Regions from separate parts of the Mus musculus genome. Here region 1 is linked to region 2. The links are chromatin contacts, called in public promoter capture Hi-C maps. All regions are on one chromosome and are shown on one strand. Each heading gives the region's core, a stretch centred on a gene start, on an enhancer-like site or on the middle of the called end of the contact. The rest is flanking DNA. Distances are from core to core; before and after follow the strand shown.

Region 1 (6,790 bases), core at 466-2,965, 250 kb before region 2:
TGGGCATACCAAAGAAATACAGAAACCCCACAGCAGCTTGAGAGTGGCTGTCTGGAGTACAGGTGGCACCTAGTTTGTTTGTAAATTGTCTAACTTATTTTCAGTGCATGAATGTCTTGCCTGCATGTATATCTGTTTGCCTCATGTGTGCCTGGTCCCTGTGGAGGTAAGAGGAGGACATCGGGTCCTCTGGAACAGGACTTACAGGTGGCTATGAGCCACAGTGTAGATGCTGGGAACTAAACCTGGGGACTTTACAAGAGCAGCTTAATCGCTGAGCCGTCCATCTCTCCATCCCCAGTACCCAGTGTTAAATCTCTGAAGAACAGACTGTAACAAAAATCTGCAAGTGAGGATGGAGGCGGTATGTATATAAATACCTCAAAGGGGTGGGCATGATGGCTTAGTGGGTAAATGTGCTTGATGGGCAAACCTGGAAACCTGCCCTCCATCCCTGGAACCCACATAAAGGGGGATGCGCAAATTCTACAAAGTTGCCCTGTGACCCACACACACACACACACATACACACACCACTAATAGTAAACATTTTTTGAAGTCAAGATGAAGTTTAGTGAAAAAGAAACTTCCAAATGCGGCTTTGGGGAACTCGTTTTCTGTTTTTTGCAGCACTGGGAATGAAACCCAGAGCCTCAAGTAAGGCACTCTTCCACTGAGCTACATCCCCAGCAAGTTCATTTGCTATAAAATAAAATAAAATAAAATAACTTCCCCTAAAAGAAATCTCTCGCTTAATATACTGTTAAAGAGCAGGTCTGTCTTGAAAGATGCAGTTACTATAAGCTTGGTGTTTTCCATCCACTCCTACCAAATGGGTGTTCAAACCAGAAGACTGGTGATCTCGCCTATCCCTGTCAATGCACAATTTCTAGGGGACTGTTTCACTTGCCTGCGACCTAACTTGTCCACTTAGTGATCAGATCTCTTACCCAGTTCCACCAGCAGCTCATTAATCGCCTCAATGATGTTGGCCTTAAGTGGGGCAAAATGGAAGCTGAAATCCTCGCTCAGGCCTCCGGATGTCAAGAGTTTGTGCAGGGACTCCTGCTGATCGCTCTCGTCACTGCGCCCGTGCAGTCTATGGAGGCAACAAGACCCAAAGAGTGATCACTGGGGCAACGGGAGCAGCTCAGCCACAACAGAGGCTTCAAGCTGATAGGTGGCACGGTTTAACAACCAAAAGCCAGCACCCCTTGGTCCCACCAGGAGCCCACCCAAGCTGTGAGTTTGACCTGCCATACTCCTCCCGGATGATCTTGAGGACTCTCCGCACCATATTTCCCACGGTGGTCTCGGAGGGCTGCGCAGCCGTCATCCTCCTGCCCTCTCTGCGGATCAAATCCATAAGGTCCCCTGAAACCCAAGAGAGACCGAGTGAACGGGGCAGGCGCGCGGTGAAAGTGAATATCAGCTTCAGGAATAGAACAAGAACGAGGATGAGTTGCCGCACCCGCGTTGTTCCAGTGGTGGTCCGTGATAAGCCGGCGCAGCAGCCCCAGGGTCTCCCGAGCCATGTCCTCCGAGCTGCGCTGCCCGCCACCTCGCTTCAGAGTCTCCACGAAGCCTTCGATCCTCTCGGACAACTCCGAGCCCTTCGCCGCGGCACCCGGCATTTCCAACACCGTCCCGGGACTCACTTACAGAAGCCTCAATTGCCAAAGCACTGTTTCACTTCCGGGCCGAGAGAGGTCAACTTCCGCTCGGTGAAACATAATTGAGTTCGTGGAGTTGTAAGCCCGCCCCTCCCTCTGCTGAGGCCAATCAGAAACGTGTTAGGGCGGAGCTGGGCGCACCGCCGGGAAGTGACGGCTGGAAGGGTCCCCTTGGGAGTCTGCGCGCCGAGCCGGGAGGCCCGGAGGACGCTGGCCAGTCTGGTTGCTATGGGAACAGCGAGCGGCTCTCCCGCCCTGCGACCAGCAGAAGTGGCTTTCCTCCTTCCTGGCTCCATCGCTGCCTGATGCTTGGCAGACGCCTCCATGAGTGCGAGTCCAGGGCTCGAGACGCCCAGAAAAGTGCTGCTGCAACGCGGGTTGAACATGTTCACCTTTTCCAATGGGTTCCATTCCCCACCGACTTTATCTTTCTTTTCCCCGCTCGGTGCAAGGAATTGAACGTAGGATCTCACAGGTGCTAGGCAAGTGGTACCACCATTCCTATTCCTAGCTCTTACGTTGTTGTTTGCTTTTTTATATCCTCGGCCTCGAAAGCCCTAAGGAATGTCACTAATGAAAGAGATTCAAAGTAGAAGCTAGCCGGGCTGTGGTGGCGCACGCCTTTGATCCCAGCACTTGGGAGGCAGAGGCAGGTGGATTTCTAAGTTTGAGGCCAGACTGGTCTACGAAGTTAGTTCCAGGACAGCCAGGGCTATTCAGAGAAACCCTGTCTCGAAATAACAAACAAACAAAGTAGAAGCTAATAGGACACCAAGAATGCTGTCCTGCAATTTGGAGGCCGGCGAGTACATGCAATGTAATAAGTCCTTCCATTGACCCGACACTTACTAGGTATTGAGTGCTGTAAGTTCTTACTGTCATACAGCTACATGAGGTAGGTTCTCCTCCCCCGGCTTTACAAACTGAGAAAGAGATTCACGGTATTGAAGCAGTTAGGGAGGTAAAAAGGCTGTGCTTATCCTGGGTCCCCTGAACCCAAACGGAATTAGAATCTCTTATTTATTTAAGATAAACGTCTTGGGCTGGCGAGATGGCTCAGCCATTAAAGGCTAGGCTCACAACCAAAAATATAAGATAAATGTCTCAAAAGTGAATCTTCCAGACTTTTAAGACTTTCCTTACAGCTGATAAATTGTCTTCAGAGGGATTAGATCGGTATCAAAATCATATAAAGATAGTACAGGAAAACTGTACCTGTCATTAGCAAAACAAAAAGAAAAACCTAATAAATTACTAGAAAAATAGAATGCAGCAGTACATTAAAAAGTAAATATTTGCAATCTCTAAATAGCATATTGTTTAATTTGCTGGGGTCTGGCTCACCTGTATCTTTGCTTTCAGGGCCGACTCTACTGTGTTGCCCAGGCAACGTGCAGGGCCAGCTCTCCCAAGTGCTACAGCCAGTGGGGCAGGGCTAGCTCTCCCCAACTCATGACTCTAGGATCAGCTCTCCTGACTACTGCAGGTGGCAAGGCAGAAGGGAGAGGGCATCACACCAGTACCTGTACCATCTCACCCCAGAAAGGTCAAAGAGGCCAGCTCTCCCACACTCTGTCCTCTCAAGACAGCTCACCTGGGTCCCCTCCACCAGGGCTGTGCTGCCCAGATGAAGTACAGTGCCCACCTGCCCAGGTGCTCTAGTGGACAAGGGACAGGGCTAGCTCACCCACTCTCATGACCTCAAGGCCAGTTCTCCAGACTTCCTGGGGGGGGGGGCATCACCCAGGCACTCACACCACCTCTGGCAGAGGTTGGCAGGGGCCAGCTCTCTCTTGCTCTCACCCTAGGGACTGGCTGACCCAAAAACCCCTCAACCAGGGCCAACCCTACTGTAATGTTCAGGTGAGGTGCAGACCCAGTTCCCCTCACTCTGATGACCCTAGGGTCAGCTTTCCTGACTGCCTCAGGTGGCTAGGGGTGAGTGGGCAAGGCCATCTACCCCCTGCCCAGATCACCTCACAGCAGAGGAGTGGTGGGGCCATCTATCAATGTTGTACATGCTTACCAACACATGGTATCACCAAACATCTTTATAGAAAGTAGGCATAAAAAGATCCTTCAGGATTGTTTTAATTTGCATTTTCCTGCTTGCCAGTGATGCTTGTGTTTTCCCACATTTATCGACCTTCATTTTACTCATGATTATAGCTTGCATATGGTTGAAGTGTGTTCCTCAAAAGTTCAAATGCTAAGGGTTTGGTCTTTTAGTGTGATAATATTGGGAAGTGGTGAGCCCTGGGAGGAGTGTAGCGTCTGGAGGATGACACCCAGAGGCTTCCACGTGCTACCACTTGCAAGTGAACACATCAGCTTTCCCGTGCCCATGAACACATCGGCTTCCCCGTGCCCATGAGCACATCGCCTTCCCTGTGCCCTTGAACACATCAGCTTTCCCGTGCACATGAGCACATCGGCTTCCATGTGCCCTTGAACACATCAGCTTTCCCGTGCCCATGAACACATCGGCTTCCCCGTGCCCATGAGCACATCGGCTTCCCCGTGCCCTTGAACACATCAGCTTTCCCGTGCCCATGAACACATCGGCTTCCCCGTGCCCATGAGCACATCGGCTTCCACGTGCACATGAACACATCAGCTTTCCCGTGCCCATGAACACATCGGCTTCCCTGTGCCCATGAGCATATCGGCTTCCCCGTGCCCATGAGCACATCGGCTCCCACGTGCACATGAGCACATCGGCTCCCACGTGCACATGAGCACATCGGCTCCCACGTGCACATGAGCACATCGGCTCCCACGTGCACATGAGCACATCGGCTCCCACGTGCACATGAGCACATCGGCTCCCACGTGCACATGAGCACATCGGCTTCCCCGTGCACATGAGCACACCCACATCCATCCACTCAGAGAAAGCACTGACTGGGGAGGAATGTTGACTGCATTGCCTTTTTAAATTTATTTTTAAAATCCTGTGTATGGGTGTTTTGTCTGTGTCTGTAGAGCAGGCTGAGTCCCTGTGACACATGTGTAGCACTTCTAGTTTAAGAAAGGGAATGTTGGAGCCCGATGCCCTCGACAGGTGGGTGCTGGGAGTCAAACCCAATGCTCTGAAAGAGCTGCCATGTTCTTTATTGGAGACACAGCTACACATCTGTCCCAGTGACTCATCATGCTATCTGTACCTTTTAAAAAATATATTTTGTAACTTTAAAAATGTTTACTCTATCTTCCTTATAAGAGAACTTAAAAACTGGTGTCAGAGCGAAAGCCTTCCCTTGAGCCTGGAGGAAACCCAAGTGCCGGGACCTGCATACAAGTAGATTTAAGTGTTGTGGGGCTGGAGAGATGGCTCAGTGGTTAAGAGCACTGACTGCTCTTGCAAAGGTCCTGAGTTCAATTCTCAGCAACCACATGGTGGCTCACAACCATCTGTAATGAGATCTGACGCCCTCTTCTGGAGTCTGAAGACAGCTACAGTGTACTTACATATAATAAATAAATTTAAAAAGAAGTGTTGTGGACTGGAGAGAGAGCTCGGTGGGTTAAAGCACACGTTGCTGTTTTGCAGACCCCAGGTTCAATTCTCAGAACCCACACTGTGGCACACAGCTACCTGAAGCCCTAGATAAACGGAGACATATACCATGATCATGGATAGGAAACTTTAGTACTTTAAATATATCTAGTTTCCCATGTGTAGTCTCGTCAAAACTCCAATGGAGGCAAAAAATAAAATAAAATAAAAATAAATCAGAAGTTGTTTCTAAGAAATACAGGGGAGAGAAAGGGGCCAAAACTAGTCATGATACTCTAAGAGACTAGATGTAGGCAAGAAGTTCTTCCCTACTAGAGAACAAGACTTTTAGAACAATGTAAGGCAATGTTTAGGAAAATGGCCTTTTAGTTTAGGATGGATGTGGTACTGAGACAGAACAGGTCTCCAAACCGATACACATGTTCTAAAGACTTGCAGCCAACAGTAGCATCTTAGAAATCACCGCGGAAAAGAATGGCCAATGAAAAGGGAGTTGCTTTTCATGAACATCTTTCATCCCCTACAAGAAATAATTCCAATTTATCTATCCAGACAATTTCCTTAAATGTTTAGAAGATGCTAGGGGCCTAGCTCAGTGGAGAAATGTACACAAAACCCCAGTGTGACCCCTCACATCATAAACTATAAACAGAAATAAAATATTCAGAGGAAAATACAGGAGACTGTGTTTTCAATTTTGGATTAGGGAAGGCTTTCTTAAGTCATAGAGGAAGCTGAGGCCTACATGGGGTTAGTAACTTGGTCAGTGTTATACATCATAATTAACTCCAGCTGTCAGTGTGACACAACCTGGAGTCTCCCGGGAAGAAGAAACCTCAGCTACGAAATTGCTTAGATTATTAGATCGGCCTGTGGCCACATTTTCCTGGAACTGGCTCTGTAGAGGACATTGGCCTTGGACTCACAGAGATCCACCTGTCTCTGCCTCCCGAGTCCCAGGACTAAAGGCGTGCTTGAGCCCACCTAGATTCAATTCTTGATTAATCTGATGTAAGAGAGCCCAGCCCACTCAGGGCAGTGCCATCCATGAGCAAGTAGACATATGGTATAAGAAAGGAGCTGAACAACCCAGAGGAAGCCATCCAATGAGCAGCAGTCCTCCATGGTGCCTGCCTCAGCTTCTGCTTCATAGCTTGCTGTATGTCTTTGGTTTAGTTTGGTTTGGGTTTTGACACTGTGGAGCCCTGACTGGCATGGAACTCACGATGTGTTCCAGGCTGGCCTCGAACTCACAGAGACCCACCTCTCACTGCCTCCTGGGTGCTGGGATTAAAGGCATGCATGCACCATGATTCCAGGCTCCGTGTATGATTTTTTTGTTTGGTTTTGGTTTTTCGAGACAGGGTTTCTCTGTGTAGCCCTGGCTGTCCTGGAACTCACTCTGTAGACCAGGATGGCCTCGAACTCAGAAATCCACTTGCCTCTGCCTCCCAAGTGCTGGGATTAAAAGTGTGTGCCACCACTGCCCGGCTCCATGTATGATTTTTAAACGGAGCTTTCTGTCAATTTCAGCCCAAAGTTCCTGGTATTATCTTTTCCTGGCGCCTTTGTGGGATCTATTTATACGCCAAGGATA
Region 2 (6,967 bases), core at 979-3,478:
GCTTTTAGTACTCACACTTCTCTTTCCTTCAGCGCGCTCGGATCTTTCTTCTCTTTCTTCTTAGGCTTCAACCTATCCTTTTCTTTACTGCAAAAAAAGCAAATCCAGAGAAGGGAAACATGATGCAGTTGAAATTTCATTTGGAAGTTTCAGTTTGTTGGGGCTGGCCTAGCACGCGTGAAGCCCTGGGCTCAATCTCTATCACCTCAAGTTCCATTCTCTTTCTGCTACCAAAGAAATCCAGTTGTGGACTTTGTGATGTTAGCATCAACATATACTATGAGAACAAGTAAATAGAGCAGGAAGTAGCCAGAAAATATAAAAATTAATCAGTAAGGCTAATAAACTCAAGATGTTGTTAATGAATAAATTCTAATTATTAACTTTTTTCTTGGTATAAATGGGGGTTGATTTTACTCAAAGTACATTATATACCCACTTGAAAAATAACATAATGATATCTATTGTTATGTATAATATATGCTAAAAAAAAACAAAAACAAACCACGTGTAAGAGGCCGTGAAGAGGTTGTTATTAACCTGCTGAAGACTTCTGAATATCCCAAGGTAGGCATGGTGGCCCTCCTAGCTCCAGGGAGAGAGAGGCAGACAGAGCCCTAAAAATTCGAGGTCTGGTTTACATAGCAAGTTTCAGGGTAGCCAAGGCTACTTAGTGAGACCCTGTCTCAAACAACAACAACAACAACAACAACAACAACAACAACAAACCAAACCAAATCAAACCAAAAAGGACTCAAACCACAAGTTTAGGAGGAAAGTTTCTCCACGTTATTTATAAAGGCCTGAAACATAACACACGTATAAAATAAAGACTCAACACAAGGAAGTGATCAGTGGGACATTGTTAGATAAAATAAAAACCCACATCAGAAGCTGAGAATAATAATTCTGAAGGTTCTAATGACCACTCTCTTGTTCCGAAAATCTTAAACACGAAGAAGCCCAGTCTTCATTAAATTAACTGTTTACCCAGTCCTTACCGATACAGAGAAACTGGTTGAGTGTTCTTTATTTATTTTTATTTTTTTTTTTTAAAAGATTTATTTATTTATTATATGTAAGTACACTGTAGCTGTCTTCAGACACACCAGAAGAGGGAGTCAGATCTCGTTACGGATGGTTGTGAGCCACCATGTGGTTGCTGGGATTTGAACTCTGGACCTTCGGAAGAGCAGTCAGGTGCTCTTACCCACTGAGCCATCTCACCAGCCCCTTGAGTGTTCTTTATAATGGGAATATCATACTAGCATGTTCGAAGGTTCTGAATTCTTTTTTTGTTTGTTTGTTTGTTTTTTTTTCGAAACAGGGTTTCTCTGTATAGTCCTGGCTGTCCTGGAACTCACTCTGTAGACCAGGCTTCGAACTCAAAAATCCGCCTGCCTCTGCCTCCCGAGTGCTGGGATTAAAGGCGTGTGCCACCACCGCCCGGCAAGGTTCTGAATTCTTACAACTTATAAAATGGGACTATCTTGGACTTTTCCCATCGTCCTTTTTAAACTTGGGTGGCAGGACCTGAAGACAGCCATGGTATGACCTCCTCACCGGCTTTCCCACAACGATACCATGCCCTGCCCCACCGAATGTGTGACTATAATTCCATGCAACACAGACCTAAGACATTATAAGCAAAACAAAAAAACATCAAATGTTTCTACTTAGCCCATCGTGACTTCTGCAGTTTAAGAAACCAGTACATCAGATGTTTCTACTTAGCCCATCGTGACTTCTGTAGTTCTGATCAGTTTAAGAAACCAGTTGGTTCTGACCACTCACAGTCGCTCGTCTCTCAGACTGAGCATTCGCTTCATAGTCGCATATTTCCTTGTTTTCTTTTGCTTCCCCTTGAAACAGAAGTTTTCGAGTTAAAAAGAGCTGAAAACATCTTTTAAAGTTCTCTTCTATTTTTCTTGCCCCTCCCCAAACAGCACTCAGTCCCCCTCCCTACTCCCTTCGAACTAAGGCCAGAATGGAATTAAACAAACAAACAAACAAACAAACAAACAAGGAAGCACCGAGTCTATATCTGGCCAAAGGCTGAGCTCCCGTTTGCTCCCCAAAACTCTCTGACAAAGTTCTCCCACTCCGCTCACCATGTTCACGCCGCACTCCTGTTTCTTCCGGAATCGCTCGCAGCGCGACACTTTACGTCATCCTCACGCTCTTTCCGGCAAAGGCCAACCCGGAGGCGGAAGCTACTTTGGGAAACGTAAAAGCTCCGAGCCGGCTCCTAACGCTGGCGGAGATCGACACTGGAGATTTTTTTGGGGGGCGGGTGGAGGGTAGGATTTGTGCTGGATGAGGCCGCTGCTTCCTCGGACCCCAGAACTAGGACTTGGCCACGTTGCAGCCCCCGTTCGGGTAACGTTTTTCTTCACGCCGCAGCCGGAGGCAGAGCCCAGCCGACCGTAGGCACCAGAATTGCTGAAGGCGAGCGAGAGAAGAGGGGACGAGGGCAGAGGGGTCGGGAATCCTGGGCGTCCCATAGTTTGACAGTACATTCTGGTTTTCCTCTGGCACATCATTTCAGCCTTGGCTCTGTAGTTCAGCCTTGAGGCTCTGGTTATTGATTGGTTTTCCTCGCCGGCTTGGAACTTGTGAGGCTGGGCGTAAGATTCTTCGGAAAGAGAGGAATGTAATAGCGATGGAGGACATCCCCCCCCAATGTTCTCCCTCCGTCTCTGTCTGTCTGCATCTCTCTCTCTCTCTCTCTCTCTCTTCCCGTGTGTGTGTACGAGCACGAGCGTGCAGGTGCATCAGAGCAGAAATTCAGAGCAGAAGCCAGAGGAAGCTGCTTGTCTTTATCTTCCACTTTTTAGAAAACAGTCTGTCTTACCCAACCTGGAAACACCTCCACCTCCGGTTTTTGCTAGATTGACTGACCAAAAAGCCCCAGAGATACTCCCATCCCTGCCCTCCGGTGCTGGAGTGGACAAGCCCACTACTCCCCGGCTTGTTTTCTAACCAGATCCTGGGCAAACCAAACTCAGGGCTTCTTGCTTGGTCAGCAGGTATTTTACTCATTGAGCCAATTATCCCAGTCGCAGTGGCCTTTTTTAGACGATCACAAGAAAAACAGGTGCAGAAGCTTATATGTGCAACTACTTAGCAAGCCTGGAATGTGATGGGGAACAGTGCTCTTCGTTGTGAAGCCTGGTGTGCAGTCCTTAATGGGAGAGGGAGAATATGTGGGAATGAGAAAGCGAAACTGGGCAGTGTTTGGTTTTGTTTTCCGTTTGCTTGTTTGTCTTTGCTTTTAGGATGTATTCTAGTTGTTCTTAGCCATCCGGAGAGAGGTTTCTTTTACCCCTTGAGAGTCTGTGGAAGGCCAGGGACAGCTTTCCTGGAAGTGGATGTGCAGTTTATGAGACTTGTAGGCTATGTGAACTTCATCTTAGTTGACTCTTTTGATACCTTTGTTTTACCGATGTTGAAGCTGTGCCCTAGACGCTCAGAGGTCAGTTTGGTTCGCTTGTGATTTTCTTACTGCATGACACTGACCTAGTGTTACTGGGTTCAGAGGTGTTCGAGGTGTAACAGTGCGAGGCAGTGCATTGGTTATGGGACTCGGGCGTTTGACTGGCTGCAGTTCACTCCCTCTCTTGAGTTGCTTTATTTGCATTGCTTTGGGCCATCAGTTGGTGCCTCTGTTTCTTTGTGTATAAAGCTAAGCTCATCATCACAGCACCTATATTACCCAGACACCACTAGGACCGACCTGTGTTTTCATAGTCATAAGCATCGTCCCTAGAGATGCTTGCCATTAAAGTCTTTTCAGTCATTTCCTGTCAAGTTTTTCCAGCCCGAAAGGTTACACCACTTGAGTGTTCATGTGTTTTTTTACTATTTTGAAACTTGACCGTGTTGGCGAACCTCAGAACTCTTACTAAACTTTCAGGTCTCTATAACGGGTCATTTTGTGTCGGTTTGAATGTGAAACTGCTGTCCTTCCTGTTGTTCTCTTTGAGAGACTCATATGTGTGCAGGTCTCTCTGTTGTTCACACATCTGTGGGTTGTGAATTTTTGGTGTTGAAATCATTTTATTATTGACATGTCTTCAGAGACTTTACTTCTGCTTTACCCCCACCGGGAGTTCCTTATCTTTTCACAACAGGTTGTGTCTGCCAGGCTACCATTCATGGGTAGAATTAACAGCACCCATATTTTTAAAAAATGAAACATATACAGAAGTGGATGCTCACCGTCATCTATAGGATGGAACACAGGGCCCCCAATATAGGAGCTAGAGAAAGTACCCAAGAGCTGAAGGGGTCTGCAACCCTATAAGTGGAACAACAATATGAACTAACCAGTACCCCCAGAGCTCGTGTCTCTAGCTGCATATGTAGCAGAAGATGGCCTAGTCAGCCGTCATTGGGAAGAGAGGCCCCTTGGTCTAGCAAACTTTATATGCCCCAGTACAGGGAATGCCAGGGCCAAGAAGTGGGCTTGAGTGGGTAGGGGAGCAGGGCGGGGGGAGGGAATAGGCAACTTTGGGATAGCATTTGAAATGTAAATGAAGAAAATATCTAATAAAAAATGTGGGGAAAAAAAGAAACATGTTAGTGATTAGGCATTTAGCCGTTTTTTGGGGGTGGGAGATTAGAGACAGGGTTTCTCTGTGTAGCCCTGGCTGTCCTGGAACTCACTCTGTAGACCAGGCTGGCCTCGAACTCAGAAATCCGCCTGCCTCTGCCTCCCAAGTGCTGGGATTAAAGGCGTGTGCCACCACTGCCCACCGGTATTTAGCCTTTTTAATAAACATGGTCAATTATTAAAAAAAGAAAAACCATCTGGAGACTGATTAGAAAAGAGAGAGAGAAAGAAACAGAGACAGAGAGAGAAAAAGAGAGACAGAGACAGACAGACTGCATCCTTGTGCACTTGATTGAGAGCACTCAAAGAGAAAATTGCCGAGCTAGGTAATTTGTAACTTGCTTTTAAATTCAGGGACTGAAAGAAAAGCCCTTTCCTCTCAAGCTTGAAATCTGTTTTTTTTTTTTTTTCTTTTATTTTAAATCGATTTGCAGCTTCTGTTCTGAGAACTTTCTGATCCTTGATTGTTAATACTTGATAAGGAGCTGAATCAGTGGAGGAACACTGTGGGGGTTGAGAACATAGCTAGCAGAGTATGAGAACTGTGGGGTTGAGAACATAGCTAGCAGAGTGCTTTGCTGCATTGTAATTTTGTCATAATCTGGGGATCTTAAAGCCTACGATTAAAGCCTCAGCTATTATATGCCATCCTTTGATAGGGATGGAAGGTAGCATGGTTTTGACTGTGTTGAATGGAAGTGGGAAGTAATTACTTTTGACTGCACACTCGTGAGGGAAAGAATTACTTTAGTCCTTCTTAGTGGTTCATTGTGTGTTTTCTGTAGTCCTGAAGAGAAAGAGTCTCTGAGACCCCTGAGTCCACAGTTTGAATACTTAATTGGCCTTGGACTTTGTTCTCCTTATTAATTGGTCTAAATACATTTGAATAGAATTACGACTAGTGGGAGAGCCCCTAGGGAACATCTTATATTTCAAGTTAATGTAGAGATATTATTTCTAGTCTCAAACTACATGTTTACATTTATCTCATGGGCCATATGTTGTTCCCCCAACAAACATTTATTTGGTTAATTACTTTTTAATCTAACCTGGTGATTTTAAATGGAGTAACGGCCAGAGAGATGGCGTGGTGGCTAAGAACACTGGCTGCTGTTTCAGTGATCCAGATTTGGCTCTCAGCACCCACATCTGACAGCTCACAACTGCCCATAAGCCTGACTCCAGGGGGTTTGTCACCTTCTTCTAGCCTTCACAAAAAAACCACATACATACACACACACACATACAGAGAGAGAGAGAGAGAGAGAGAGAGAGAGAGAGAACCCATATACATAAACTAAAAACAAAAGATGCTTAAAATGTGGTAATATAAGATACAGCGTGTTCTCCTGTCTTGATGTTGGATTGGTTACATGACACTTTAGAGGTACATCACATATTCACACAGCATTTATTGAGAGGCTATTCTGTCCCAGACAACATGCTAGTTATTGTTAAAACAAAAACAAAAGCAAACTCAGCCTCTGTTGAAGAATAACTTATAAATAGTTAAATACTATACCAAGTGGTCAACTTGGAAAAATTATTGCTCATGTTCAGCCTTCTGCAAGGGTCCTGGTTAGAGTATGGCTGCTTAACATACCCTACAACAGTTAAGATTTTGTAACATTAGTAAGTACTATAGTATATTATTTTACCTGGTTTTTTTTGTTGTTGTTGTTGTTTTTAAAGAAAAGGTCTAGTGTATCACAGGCTGGCCTTGAACAATTGAGCATAACCTAGAACTTCATTTGTTTGCTTGTTTATACAGCCTTGGCTGTTCTGGAACTCACTCTGTAGACCAGATTGGTCTGGAACTCCCAGAGATCCACCTGCCTCTGCTTCCCAAGTGCTGGGATTAAAGGTGTGTCACCATGCCCAGTAGTTGATCCTACTTAGCATTGCTGGGTAAGGAACTCTACCAACTGAGTTATAGCCAGAGGCCCTCATTTTACCTTTGAAATGGCTCTAGCCATTAATTATCTTAGGTTTAAATTTCAGTTACTATTTTTTTGGTGACATATTTTTGAAGGGTTATTAAATGCTTAGTCTTCATTTTTTATAGTAACATTTCCAGACTTATGAGATGGTTTACATGTTGTCCTGTGTATGTGCATGTGCATGTCTGTGTTCATATATGTGTATGCTTACAGGGTGTGTGTACACATGTGTCTGTGTTCATATATGTGTATGCTTACAGGGTGTGTGTACACATGTGTCTGTGTTCATGTATGTGCAGCTAATGTATTTGTTTAGGTGCACTTTGATATTAGTGTTAAAATGCTAATATTCATTGCATTTTGTGCTCATTGTACTTTCTGGCCAGTGATCAGATAATGGTAATTTAATAAT

The links. Promoter capture Hi-C pulls out the DNA fragments that hold promoters and counts their contacts.
Region 1: a promoter capture Hi-C map of liver shows a contact between it and region 2, with 2.4 times the contacts expected there. The contact joins the promoter of Eif2b2 here to the promoter of Arel1 in region 2. A contact is called at or near these places in 5 of 39 promoter capture datasets (fetal liver, liver, neural stem cells and 1 more), 1 of 484 Hi-C or Micro-C datasets (CD8 T cells), 1 of 115 datasets of contacts at active chromatin or transcription factors (memory CD8 T cells) and 1 of 9 other capture datasets (liver).

Annotation. Positions count from the first base shown.
Region 1 is chr12:85,214,406-85,221,195 of GRCm38.p6, reverse strand. Eif2b2 (eukaryotic translation initiation factor 2B, subunit 2 beta) reads right to left here and starts at 1,715. Exons shown (of 8, transcript NM_145445.4): 1 at 1,472-1,715; 2 at 1,254-1,374; 3 at 951-1,099. The coding sequence starts at 1,634.
Region 2 is chr12:84,966,110-84,973,076 of GRCm38.p6, reverse strand. It overlaps Arel1 (apoptosis resistant E3 ubiquitin protein ligase 1), which reads left to right and starts at 2,228. Exons shown (of 20, transcript NM_178065.5): 1 at 2,228-2,448. Fcf1 (FCF1 rRNA processing protein) reads right to left here and starts at 2,147. Exons shown (of 8, transcript NM_028632.2): 1 at 2,112-2,147; 2 at 1,795-1,862; 3 at 16-87. The coding sequence starts at 2,114.